Linked DNA regions of Oryctolagus cuniculus: region 2 is linked to region 1. Evidence: chromatin contacts called from public Hi-C data. All regions are on one chromosome and are shown on one strand. The core of a region is the stretch at or near the end of the contact, and the rest is flanking DNA. Distances in the headings are between cores, read along the strand shown. Region 1 overlaps EPAS1 (endothelial PAS domain protein 1). Region 2 overlaps PRKCE (protein kinase C epsilon).

What was found. Hi-C and Micro-C count contacts between places; a contact is called where the count stands out from the background.
Region 2: a contact with region 1 is called in a Hi-C map of liver, with 4 times the contacts expected there. The contact joins two enhancer-like sites. A contact is called at or near these places in 4 of 6 Hi-C or Micro-C datasets (liver, psoas muscle, skin fibroblasts and 1 more).

The regions. Positions count from the first base shown.
Region 1 is chr2:156,431,591-156,437,705 of mOryCun1.1, forward strand. All of the region lies in intron 1 of EPAS1 (endothelial PAS domain protein 1), which reads right to left. Among named protein-coding and RNA genes, the nearest start is that of EPAS1, 8.7 kb to the right of the region's middle. Within about 2 kb of position 2,936, at least 1 of the 8 cell types and tissues checked has an H3K27ac peak or open chromatin away from gene starts, as enhancers often do.
Region 2 is chr2:156,688,756-156,694,870 of mOryCun1.1, forward strand. All of the region lies in intron 10 of PRKCE (protein kinase C epsilon), which reads right to left. Among named protein-coding and RNA genes, the nearest start is that of EPAS1, 250 kb to the left of the region's middle. Within about 2 kb of position 2,211, at least 4 of the 8 cell types and tissues checked have an H3K27ac peak or open chromatin away from gene starts, as enhancers often do.

The sequences.
Region 1 (6,115 bases), core at 1,686-4,185:
CTGGTTCCATCCAAAGGGGCTGTGGCCGGGTAGCAGAGGTATGCCCAGTAGAGGCTGCAACTGAACAGCTGATGAACCACCACGTGTTCAGAAATCAACCTATCACTTTGGAACCACAGAAGGATTATGCACTCAGAATCACACCTCCTTCCACCCCCACTCCCCCGCCCTACTCCAGCAGAGAGTCGTGCATTTAGGCACGACTTAAGAAAATTCCAGATTGCTGAGAAAATATTAGCATATCTGGATGATGCCTCTCCACTTTGTAGCAGATCTAGAAAGAATTCACTTGTTTTAAAATTGAGAATTAAGAAAGCCACCTCAGAAGCACCAGATTCTCAGATTTTAGAGGGAATTTCCATTGAATATTTGAAAACCAATCATTATACAGCTAAAGTTTTCCAAAACACAGAAAAATAGGAAGCTCTTGAATAATTTTTTCCTCCAGAGAAGACTTTTATTTAATGAATACAAATTTCTTAAGTACAACTTTAGGAATATACTGATTCTCCCCACCATACCAGCTCTCCTGCCCCTACTCCCACCCTTCCTCCTCCTCTCTTTCCCATTCCCTGTCCCATTCTCCAATAAGATTCATTTTCAATTAACTTTATACACAGAAGACCAACTCTACACTCAGTAAAGATTTCAACAATTTGCACACACATACACACACACACACACAGAGAACAAGTTTTACAGTTAATTCTCATAATACAACTCATTGAGGACAGAGGTCCTACATGGGAAGTGCACAGTGACTCCTGTTGTTAATTTAACAATTAATACTCTTATTATGATGTCAGTGCTCACCTGAGGCTCTTGACATGTGCTGCCATGGCTGTGGAAGCCTCTGAATTAACAGTCTCTGACAGCATTAGACAAGGCCATACGCAAAGTGGAAGCTCTCTCCTCCCTTCAGCGAAAAGTACATCTCACGGAGATCCTTCATGTAGGACATTTTTTTTTTTTGCCACAGTGTCTTGGCTTTCCATGCCTAAAATGCTCTCATGGGATTTTCAGCCAGACCAGAATGTCTTAAGGGCTGTTTCTGAGGTCAGAATGCTGTTTAGAGCGATTGTCATTCTACACTGTGTGGACTGCTTCCCATGTTGGAAATTTTCTCCTTTTTATTCTATTATTATTGCCAGACACTTGATCTTATTTTTATGATCCCTTTAAAACTTAATAATTATATCTATATGATCACTTTAACAGTTCACATGATCACTTCAACACTTAAGATGACATTTTTATCACCCAGCTTAATGAGATTTGGGGTCCCATCGCAAGTTTTTAAACTGTACCTTTAGATGTAAGTCCATAGGAATGTATGTAGAACTATACAGCTTTACAGTTACAAACTTCCTCCTCCCTCTTATTTTTTACTGAGATCTATTTTCAGTTGACTTTGTACACATATGATTAACTCTATGATAAGTAAAGTATTCAACACATAGTATTAAGAAAAGAAAATAATCTGTTCCTAGACAGCCAAGAAAGGGGCTGTTCAAGTTACTGCTTCTCAAAGTGTCAATTTCATTTCTACAGATTTCCTTTTACCACCTGGTTTTTCAAACTCTGAAATGAAGCAGGAGCAGGAGTGCATTGTTGTTTGGCTTGGCTTAATGTACAAGGCGTTCTGTGAAGTACTGGCATAATGCTAGCCTGATCTTGTACTTGATATAAAATCATGTATCAATAAGATCTGTCTGTGGTCCCTTAAATCTTTTATTTTCCTTCTTTCAAAACAGAAATGAGTAAAAGGGTCAAATCTATCCAGGGAGAGCAGAGCCCTAGTGCAGGCTTTCCAGGTAACCCAACGGACATCAACAAATCCTTTCCATGATGTATTTTTTTAAATTAAGCATGATTTCAGAGCAAAAAAAAAAAAAGCAAAGTGTTACAGGGCACATGAGAAAATTAGACACCCCTGTTCTTGAGCAACAGGCAATCTTGTTGGATAGACAAGAACAAATAAAATGTCATTAGATAACAAGGAAATATAATCAGGTTCTTTGGCAAACAGCACCAAGAGTGGGGGAGGGGCTGGTGTGGGAATTACCACCAAGGGCTCAGTGCAAATTAGGGAGCTGGGGCTCCTGCAAGGGGTAGGAACTAGAGGAGTAGGAAGAGAGAAAATGCATCCAGAGGGACAAGTTGAGAGAACAGAGGTGACAAAGAGCACTGTGACACTGCCTCTGGGCAGAGGGAAGAGGTACTGGGGACCCAGGGGCCCTGCTGGATGATGGGGACGAGAGGGCTGGGCCGGGGTCCCTCATCTAGGTGAGGTTAACCTCTGCCACGCAGGCTGCCCTGGGGAAGGACACTGGGACAAGGACTCCTGTCTTCACAGAGTGTCCAGCTAACCTCTACAATTCAGCAGGGAAATACCCAAACCCACCAACGAAGTCCTCCTCCCTCCCTAAAGAGAGTGTGTCCCAGGGCAGGGCGAGCCTGCCAGGAGGGCTGAAACGGGCTAGGACAAGTATCAGCAGCCAGGGTGTGGCCCACGAAGCCACGCACCTGCAGCACTGATTTCCAGAAGACCCCGGAGAGTGGGCAGGAGGACTTAGAAGACTTGCTGCCCACGACAAAGGGGCCTCACCAAACAGGAGGGCCACAGCAGCTAAGCCAAGACAGCAGAATGCCGGAAGAAAGTCACAAAGCAGAGACCCTGAAAAGGGCATGAGTCCCGTGCCCCACCCACCCCGAGTCCCCTAAAGCTGCAGGTATAGGATAAACGACAGACTCTTGCCACACAGGATATGGTTACATTTATAGAAGCTCCCTGTCACAAAATGCGACCTTCATACTTTCCTTATCTTGGGATCTGGGTAAACACGTGTTGTGCAAGCACACAAATAAAGGTTCTAAAGGTGAGATGTGGTGCGTCTGGTTACACCACGCTGCTCCCAGCCCAGGCACCAGCAGGCCCTCCTGGCGCTCGGGATGACTTTTCTCTCCCTCCTCCCTGGGCACCAAAATTAGCTCCGCCGACCTCAGCCAGGGCTGGAGTAAACGCTGCCATTCTAAAATAGCATCGGAGGACTCTTGCGAACACAAGAAAGAAATGCTAGGGTACAGTGGTTTACAGAGACACACTGGGAGCGCAAGGACACAGGAGTGCTTTTTAAACCAAATACGCAGGAAATGAACACACTCGGGACTTCTTCGGGAATCTTCTGTAAAGTGAATGCCACTGCTGTAGCTCCCTGACACCTCCCCCATGGCACAGTGGATAGACCCCCGTTTATTCTCTTAAGCACTACAGTTTTCATTCAGAAAAAGATCCTGCAGGTTGTATGGTCACCAAAGGGCATTTACCAACCGGCCTGAATCAGGACCCGAAGTTCTACTTTACTCATTTGCACGGCCTTGTTATATTACATATATTATATATTATAATATTATATTAATTATATCATATTATATCATATATTGTATTATATTGTATTATATATTAGAACGCTCTTTGAAAACACTTGTCCCATTTCTTCATACAGCTGACAGCCCAGATTTAATGTTTAAAATGATGTTCCAAATTTCAGGATTCTCAAACAGCCCCTCCAAACATAACCTTTTGTTGTTTTCACATGGAATTCATAAACAGGCAACTGTTTTTTTTTTTTTTTTCTGTGTGCTTAAAGACACTCTTCCTGCAACTGTGTGTGACGTATTTTTCCAGCACAGTCTTTCCCAATACTCCAAAGTGCTCCAGCAACAGGAAGTTGTAAAGGTAGGAAGGAGGCCTGTAAATATTTGCTGCCATTACTCAGGCGTAATGAGAAGAGTGAGCTCTGAAGTTTGAGTCACTTGACTCATTATCTTGTATGCAGCAGGAGCCCCGGATGGCACACAGGGGCCTGGCCTCACCGAGGCACTGGGGCCCCTTGCAGAGTTCGCTCCAGACGCTCTGGGCTGCTTCTTTCAGCAACTCCATTTCCCAGACAGACACTGGAGAGGATGCGCTGTCTTTCTCCCCTCCGGCCTCTTCCCCAGGGCAATCCGGGCAAATTTATGCAAAGCGGTGACAGTGGGAAAATGCATGCTACTAAGAGTAAAATTTGCGTGTTTGTTGATACTAATACATCAGAGAACAGGAGAGAGGGAGAGGGAGAGAGAGAGAAAGTATCAAGGGGTTCAACACAGCACAGTGATTAAAGTAATCACTATCAAAAAATGTACACACTTTATTAGATGGTGCATTTTAAAGGATTTATAAAACACTTCTGGACTTTCTCAGCCCAAACCCACGTGTCGTCCTACTGAAAGTGAACAGCTGACTGTCGCCAGTCCCAGGCCAACATCAGGGCACCTGACTAAAAATGAGATGACAAGAGTGAACATCAAGTGCAGCTCTGCAGAGCTGACTGGCTTCCAAGCCTGCTGTTGGCTGCACCCCAGCTTCTGGACAGCCACCCTGGCAATAGGGGCTAACCTCCAGCATCGCAATCACGAGTGCAACAGGAAGAATCCGCCTTCCAGACCGTGTGCTGGATTCCACGGCCTAACCACATAAAATCACCAATCTCTGGGATTCTTAACCGCCTACTCCCAGGTTTGATTTTCTTTTTCACTGGAGGATGCCATGGGGAGGGGGTACAGGAATCCCCTGTCTGTCTATATAAGGAGAGTTGGAGCAATTCACTTCCATGGCTTTGTATAATGCCATGTAGGTGCATAGTAAATAAATGTCTTTTCTTTTTAGTGGAGCAATTGATGAGCCACCCTTTCTAAGACCTGCTCCCTAGAGTCATTATCTCACATGTAAATTACTTGTGACTTTAAAACTGAAGAATCTTCCCATGTTAAAGGGGGGAAATGTGCCTCTCATGAACACACGAAGCTTCTGGCGGTGATGCCATATGCTAAGATTTTTGCTGATGTGAAAGAAGTCCCTGGAAGCAGCCTAAGGCAGCCAAGCAAACCAATATTTCTGGAGAAATTAGAACAAAACAAGGCCACTTAGGAGTAGACAACATTTGGTCCATTCCGCACCTGTCCCCTTGGCTCCAGGGGTCTCACAGGGCCCCGCCACTCTTCTTAATGTCATGCTTTCTGACCAGTTCTGTGGCTTGCAGCAGTGGGACCAGACAACAGCCCCTCATCTGGAAACTCGCAGATGTGGCTGATGGCCACACCCGTGGATGGCACCACACGCATTGGGGGGTGGTGTTACCAGCACGGTTCGCTTCTCTTCCCATGAGGACAGGTATCTGCGCAATTGTCTCCCAGCACTGGAAAAACCTCAAAAAGCATTCTGGGTTCACAGTGCTGAGGTCAACAGTGTGACAGCTGGGAAAGCTCAGGGCTCATCAGAGAAAGGGCTCTATAAAAATGGAACATGTTATTCCTGCAATGATCATAGCTATTCCTTATCCCCCCATCCATTCTTTCCTTCCTGTGCTTGCGATTTCAAAAGATCAAAACAGCCAGAGGAAGTCCTGTGCATCTTGATTTGGAGATGGTTCCTCAGAAGCCACAGAGGAAGAGCTGCTAACAGGTTCTCCTGCACAATGGAGCCTGCAGGCTGAAGACATTATTGAAGTCCTGCCACCAGCCAAGGGTGGGAGGTAGAAGGCTTTGAACTTCTTGGGGCAGCAGAGAACCACCTCCTGTCAGAGCTGAGGGAAATCCATGAAAAATAAGGAACTCCAGGAGTCCCAAGTCTACCCGTCAGATCTTCAACTCCTCTCTGTGTGTGAGGCTTGACACCAGTGATGAGTCACAGAAGAGAAAAGTAATTATAACAGAGACAGCAACGAAAGCAGCTATCATTTATAGAGTGCTTACCACAAGGCAGGCAGGATATGAAACGCTTTGTAGCTATCCGGGGTTCGGCAAAGCGGTACGGAGTCGTGGCTAACCGCGCAGGACCCTGGGATACTTTGCCCAGGTCTAGTCCCAGCTCCTCCCATCCTACCCATGTGACCCTGGGCAGTGGACCTTTCTATAGCTCAGCCATCCCATCTGTGAAGTGGGGATAATAACAGGGCTGAGGCCACTGGGTTGTTATGAGGATTAAAAGAGCTAATCCACGTAAAGTTTTGAGGACCACATGGGTGTAAATAAGACAGCGTTCAGTTTGGCTTTCTCCTACTCCATGTACGAT
Region 2 (6,115 bases), core at 961-3,460, 260 kb after region 1:
AGGCAGAGGGCACACAGCAAAGGCTGCTAGGAAATGCCAATCTCAGTCCAGGTTCTGCTACAAACAAGTGGCAAGGGGCCGGCGCTGTGGCACAGTGGGTAAAGCTGCCGCCTGCAGTGCCAGCATCCCACATGGGTGCCAGTTCTAGTCCCAGCTGCTCCTCCTCTGGTCCAGCTCTCTATGGCCTGGGATGGCAGTGGAAGATGGCCCAAGTCCTTGGGCCCCTGCACCTGCGTGGGAGACCTCCAGGAGGCTCCTGGCTTCAGATGGGCCCAACTCCAGCTGTTGCAACCCAGCTGTTGGGGAGTGAACCAAAAGGAAGACTTTTCTGTCACTCCCTCTCACTGTCTGTAACTCTACCTCTCAAATAAATAAAATCTTATTTTAAAAAAACCAACAAGTGACAAGGCTCACGGGCACTCAGTTGTCTCATCTGTAAAAAGGAGCCAACAACAACGAGATACCGCCTCAAACCCATCAGCAAGGCTTCCACTAAAACAGCAGAAAGCAACAAGCCTTCATGAGCTAGTAGAGGAACTAGAAATTTTGTGCACTGTGAGTGGGAACGTAAAATGGCCCAGCCATGATGGAAAATACTACGTCGGTTCCTTAGAAAACTAAAAACAGAATTACTATATGATCCAAGAATCCCATTCCTGGTAATGCAGCCAAAAGAATTGAAAGCAGGGCCTCCAAGAGGCATTTGCACACCCATGTGCATTCCTAGTAGCTAAGACGTGGAAGGAATCCAAGCAGCCACCACAGGTGAATGGAGAAGCAGAACGTGCTGTCCACATAGAATGGAACGGTCTTCAACCCTCAGGAGCAATGCACGTGCTGCAGCGTGGGCACACCCGGAGGACATTATACTACATGGGGTGAGCCAATCGCTACAAGACAAATATTACGTGACTGCAAATAGACAAGGGACTGAGCCAGAATCACAGGGGATCGGAGGTAGAACACAGGTGTTGCCAGGGGCCGGGGCGGGAGGGCAGAACGGGGAATGGCTATGTGATGGACTTTCACTTGGTGCAAGATGAAAAGTGTTATGGCAATGGAGGCTTGAGTGACACCACTGAACTGGACACTGAAAAAAATTGCAAAGATGGTTTTACATGCATTTAACCACAACGAAAAGCTTTTGAAGGAACAAGAGACTTGGTGACCGGATGGACTTCATGTCATTAGGAAGAGGTGTAAGTCAAGGCGTTTTTAAAAGCAACTCTGCTATAGGCAAGGGTTCCTTTCACGCAGAGAAGTCACGTGAGACAGCCATGTCTAGATTATGAGCCGATGTCCGCGCACACACGGCCCTGTCTGTTCCTGGGGCACACGAGCACTTGTGAACCCCACAGCCTGTGGTTTCATCCCACAGATGAGTCCCGCCATGCTTCAAGACCCGGGGGAAGGCCTCTGGCTGCACGAGGCCTGGCTCGAGCCTGGCAATCTGTGATCTTCCTGCGGACGGAGACTCCCAGCCTGTCTTCTCGTGGAATGCTCTAGGACACAGGCTTAGCCTGCCCCTCACCCCAAGGGAGTTTATTCCCACAAGGCCTTTGACCCAAGACCCTCCCGTGAATCTCCCCCTGCCCCACAGCACCGTGCACACCACAGGGCCTGCTCGGACGTGCTGGCTGGTGGATGGTGAGAAATGGCCTTGCATGCAGCCCACGGCCACTGAGGCCGGAGGCGGGGCTGGCTGGGATGTAACTCCCGTAACACTAAGCCCGTAACCTCCACCGTGGGCTCACCACACCGAACTCTGTTAAAAATTTCTGAAGCTATCTGTATTTGAAATCTTTCCTTGGCAAGCACGCTAACTCCCCGGCGGCTGCCTGACCCACATGGCGACTCCCAGCCAGCCACAGGGTACTGAACACCTATGCTTGGGCGGCACTCACAAGTCCCACCGAGCCCGTCCAAGGCCTTCAGCCTGACCGTGGTCATGCAGGAAAGGGGCCCGTGCCAGATTCGGTGGCTCTCTCAGTGCTGAAGTTTAATCTGCCAGGCACCTCTTTTAACAAATCATCTACCAGCGGCCGAAGTTTTTGACTTTGTTTTTTTGCCTTAGTGTTTACTCTTCTTCGGAACAAAACAAACCTCAGAGTTCCTGCCAGGGCCACTTTTCCCGGGCACTGTCAACCCTCCTCCTCCTCTCTCCCCCTGCTCACACAGATGAGTCAAACACACTGGATAGCCATCCCCAGTTGCTTTTTAAGGATTTTTCCATGCCGCATTTCCCCCAGGGCGGTGGGGGAGGTTGGCCTAGGGAGCCTCTGTAGGAGTTGGCCCTCGGCTTCCGTCTCGGCGGGGCCCTCCAGGACCTGGCTTCCCAGGCCTGGCAGGAAATGCCACGGGGTGGGGGTTGGGGACGGCTGTGCTGAGCTACAGTTTTAAGGAGGAAAAATCAGGGGTGAAATTATTCAAGCCAGGTTTTGTGGGATCCAATTGCAGGGGATGGTTTCACGATGCGGACCACACATACAAATGCACAGAATCTAAAAACGGCTGGGGATTTTCTTTCCTGTGACCACAAAAACAATATCAAAAGCAAACAGAAACCCACCTCTGGGTGGCTCTCCCCTCCTCGCCATCAGCGGATGAACGGGAAGCAGGAAGAGCCAATTCCTGGTTATTTCTCTACCTAAGTCCTGACCTTGACCAAGCCCATGACCTTTCAGCACCTTGCACAGTGTCTCAGGCCAGAGGAGAGGGCTCACCGCACCACCCATCCTTCCCTGCCTGTCAGCATCTGATCTCCCAGACGCAGGAATTTCTCTCCCTCTTAGCTAGCGGCCCCCACTTTTTCCTCTCCTTGCTTGCTGTGGTTCAGCCTTTATCGTTTCCTCTGAAGAAACAGCACACAGAAGGAATTGGAAATTCTAGCCTTGGGAAAACAGGGACAATGAGATTTGGAGATAATTTCTAGGCTTCATCAGCCGTCTCTTTGCCCCTACCCTCTTCCAAATGCCACTCCTTTTTCAAGGTCCAGGTCAGCTTCTACCTCTGCCAGGAAGTTTTCCTGACTGCCTTCTGCTGAGTTTTAAATGGATGACTTATGTAGTTCCTTGGAAGAGTAGCCAGGCTGTAGAATGTCATTGTAGTCTGTCCCACTAGACGCTAACTCTGAGTTTACAGGGGACATGTCTTTAGTTGTGTAGCCCTAGCATCTATCACACAGTGCCTAGCCTATAGTAGATGACTAATAAGCACATGTATCCATTGCAATAATTACAGGCCCCAAATTTTTCTCTTAAGCAAAAAAGAATTCTTTGTGTATGAGAAAATATAGATTTTTGTCCTCATGTTTATGAGAACAGATTAAGTGCTACTGAGAGTAACTTAAAGCAATATATTTGAAAGTCACGTGGGGGTAGGCACTGTAGCTCAGCAGGTTAAATGATTGCTTAGGGCACCCATATGCCATATTAGAGGGCCTGGGATTGAGTCCCACTTCTGTTTCCAATCCAGATTCTGCCAATGTTACCCTGGAGGTGACAGCAGATGATAGCTCAAGAACCTGGATCCTTGTTATCCACATGGGAGACATGGATGGAGTTCTGGGCCCCTGCTTCAGCTTGGCCCAGTCTGGGCCTATGCAGGCCTTTGGGGAGTAAACTAGCAGATAGAAGATGGTTCTCTCTCTCTCTCTCTCTCTCTCTAGCTCTCTCTCTCTCTCACCATGTCTTTAAATTAAATAAAAATAAATATTTAAAAAATAATTTGGCAGTTCCAGATGTTAAAATTTTCATTTCTCATCCATATCAAAAGAGGATTCTGTGACTAGCATTGAGGTGCAGCAGGTTGGGTCACCACGTGTGATGCCAGCACCCCATGTAGGAGTGCCAGTTTGGGTCACGGCTGGTCCCTCTTCTGATCCAGCCCCCTACTGGTGTGCCTGATAGGGCAGCAGACAATGGTCCAAGTGTTTTGGCCCCTGCCACCCATGTGGGAGATCCGGATGAGTTCTGGGTTTAGGGCTTCAGCCTGACTCAGCCCTGGCTGTTGCAACCATTTGGGGAATGAACCAGCAGAAGGAAGTGCTGTCTGTCTCTCTGTCTCTATCACCCCTACCCCTTATTCTACCTTTCCAATAAATAAATAAAACTTTTAAAAAGTAAGTACATTCTTTATGGCTGTGTCAACTTAGATGGGTATATTATCTTTAAAAAATTAGAATTATGTCCATGGTTTTATAATTGTGAGGATTAAGGCCACTCCATCGTGGCTGGAACTACAAATCCCTTACTGTCTTTTCCAAACCTTACATGTTGACAATTTAACAGTTTTCAGATTTCCTTCTTAGTTTAGATAACATGAGCATCCCAAAGAGTACACAGCATGCTGGGAACGCAAGTCAAACACAGTGGCTGACTTTCATTGAGGTTTATAAGTCATTGCTTTAACCTGTTGGCCTAGGGAGAGCAGGTCAGCTATAGTCATTTCATTTGCTTTCTCCTCTTTTCAGATTGCATGGAGAATGATCAAAGAGCAAGTAAAGCTTGTTGAGAAAAGCCCAAATCACTCTTTGCCTGTAACCTGCTCATTTCATGGGCTGCAGTGAGCAGATGACTATGCCATCATGACTGATGCAATGGGTTTGCACAATGGTTGCCATCGGTCCCCATGTTAGATATAATTCCCTCACTACACACACTTCTGCCTCCTGCTGGGCAACCCACAGGTGATGTGCAGCCTAAAGCTGGGTGCCACAGAACAGGAAGTTATCCAAGAATGTTTCCAATAGCACTATGTATCCCTATGCATGGAAAAATAAGGCTTACCTGGAAATAATTAAACTTGTCTTAACATTCTTACCACTCTGTGTGTCATAATTAAATGAGCATGAAATAAATCTTAATAGGATTGCAGTCAGGTCTTTGCATTCCTAATCACGCAGTCAAAATGAGTTCAGGGTGGCTCGGAGGAACCGCATTTTCAGGAAAGTGAAACTCAAGCAAGACTGAATGACGGCGACCAAACCTCCTGGCTCCCATTTTTCCCCCAGTGCTGTCCAAACCCTGCCTCTGCTTCCAAGCCCGACTTCAGCTCCTTTCCTCTACTAGCCCCTAAAAAGCAGCTTCCTCTGGGTCCTCAAGTCTGAATACCCCCACTCTGGTTAAAACTAATCAGTGCTGTTTTCTATTCTCTGCTAGCTTGTGGAAGTTGGAAAATCTCCTAACTCCTCACTCATAAACCCTTCCACTTGACAATCATCTTCCTTTTTGCTAATAACGTCACACCTTGCACCCATCTCTTTAAAACCATGACTACTGGTTATCCTAGGAAAGGTCACATGTTTTTGAAAAGCTAAGTTGGGGATTTATAGGATAATTCCTCATAAGGTTCTTTTTATTAGTAAGTCAATGTCCTTCAGGGAGATTAAAATATTTGTTTCAGAAAGCTTAGATGAAAACACATCTGTTGCGTAAAGCAAGGTGTTCCACCAAACAGTGGTGCCACGGACGAGGTGGTACAAGGCCACTCCTGATACTGCCTGGGACAAAGTGTTAATAAATCGGTGAGCTGCCAAGGAAGTCCCTTCTCTCCCCACCCTCACCCTCCAGGAACCCAGACCCCAAGAACCTTCTTAGCTCTGTCCTAAAAGAAACTCACGGTGCCCCTCATCAGCGTTTCGTGCACCCAAAGCTGCTGTACAAGGAGGAAGCTGAGCCTCGGGGAGATCACACGGAGGCCATTCATTCTCCCCCTTCACCCATTCTCCAAGCCGAGCTCCAACTGAGACCACCCCACATGCACATTTCAGAGGCTCCACAGGGCCCTCAGAACCACACTGGATGCCCCTCAGGTGCCAGCCCTCTTGACAGCATGTACACAGAGAGAATGCCAGAGTGTCTCCCTGCCTCAGAAGCTGCCCGACAGTGAGAGCGGAAGTGGGGGGTGGGGATGCCTCACCAAGGGGACACTGTTCTGGGCCAGACACCACAGAGCAACAGTGTGGCATCAGGCGAGCAAGGCCCCACTAGGCTGGGAACCCCAGGAACCAGGTGAGATGCCAGGCCTGGCTCTGTCCATACAGAGTGTCTGTAGGCAAAGGGCTTTTTGACTTCTCTTAAACCCAGTTTTTGCCACTGGTGAGAAAAGAAAAGCA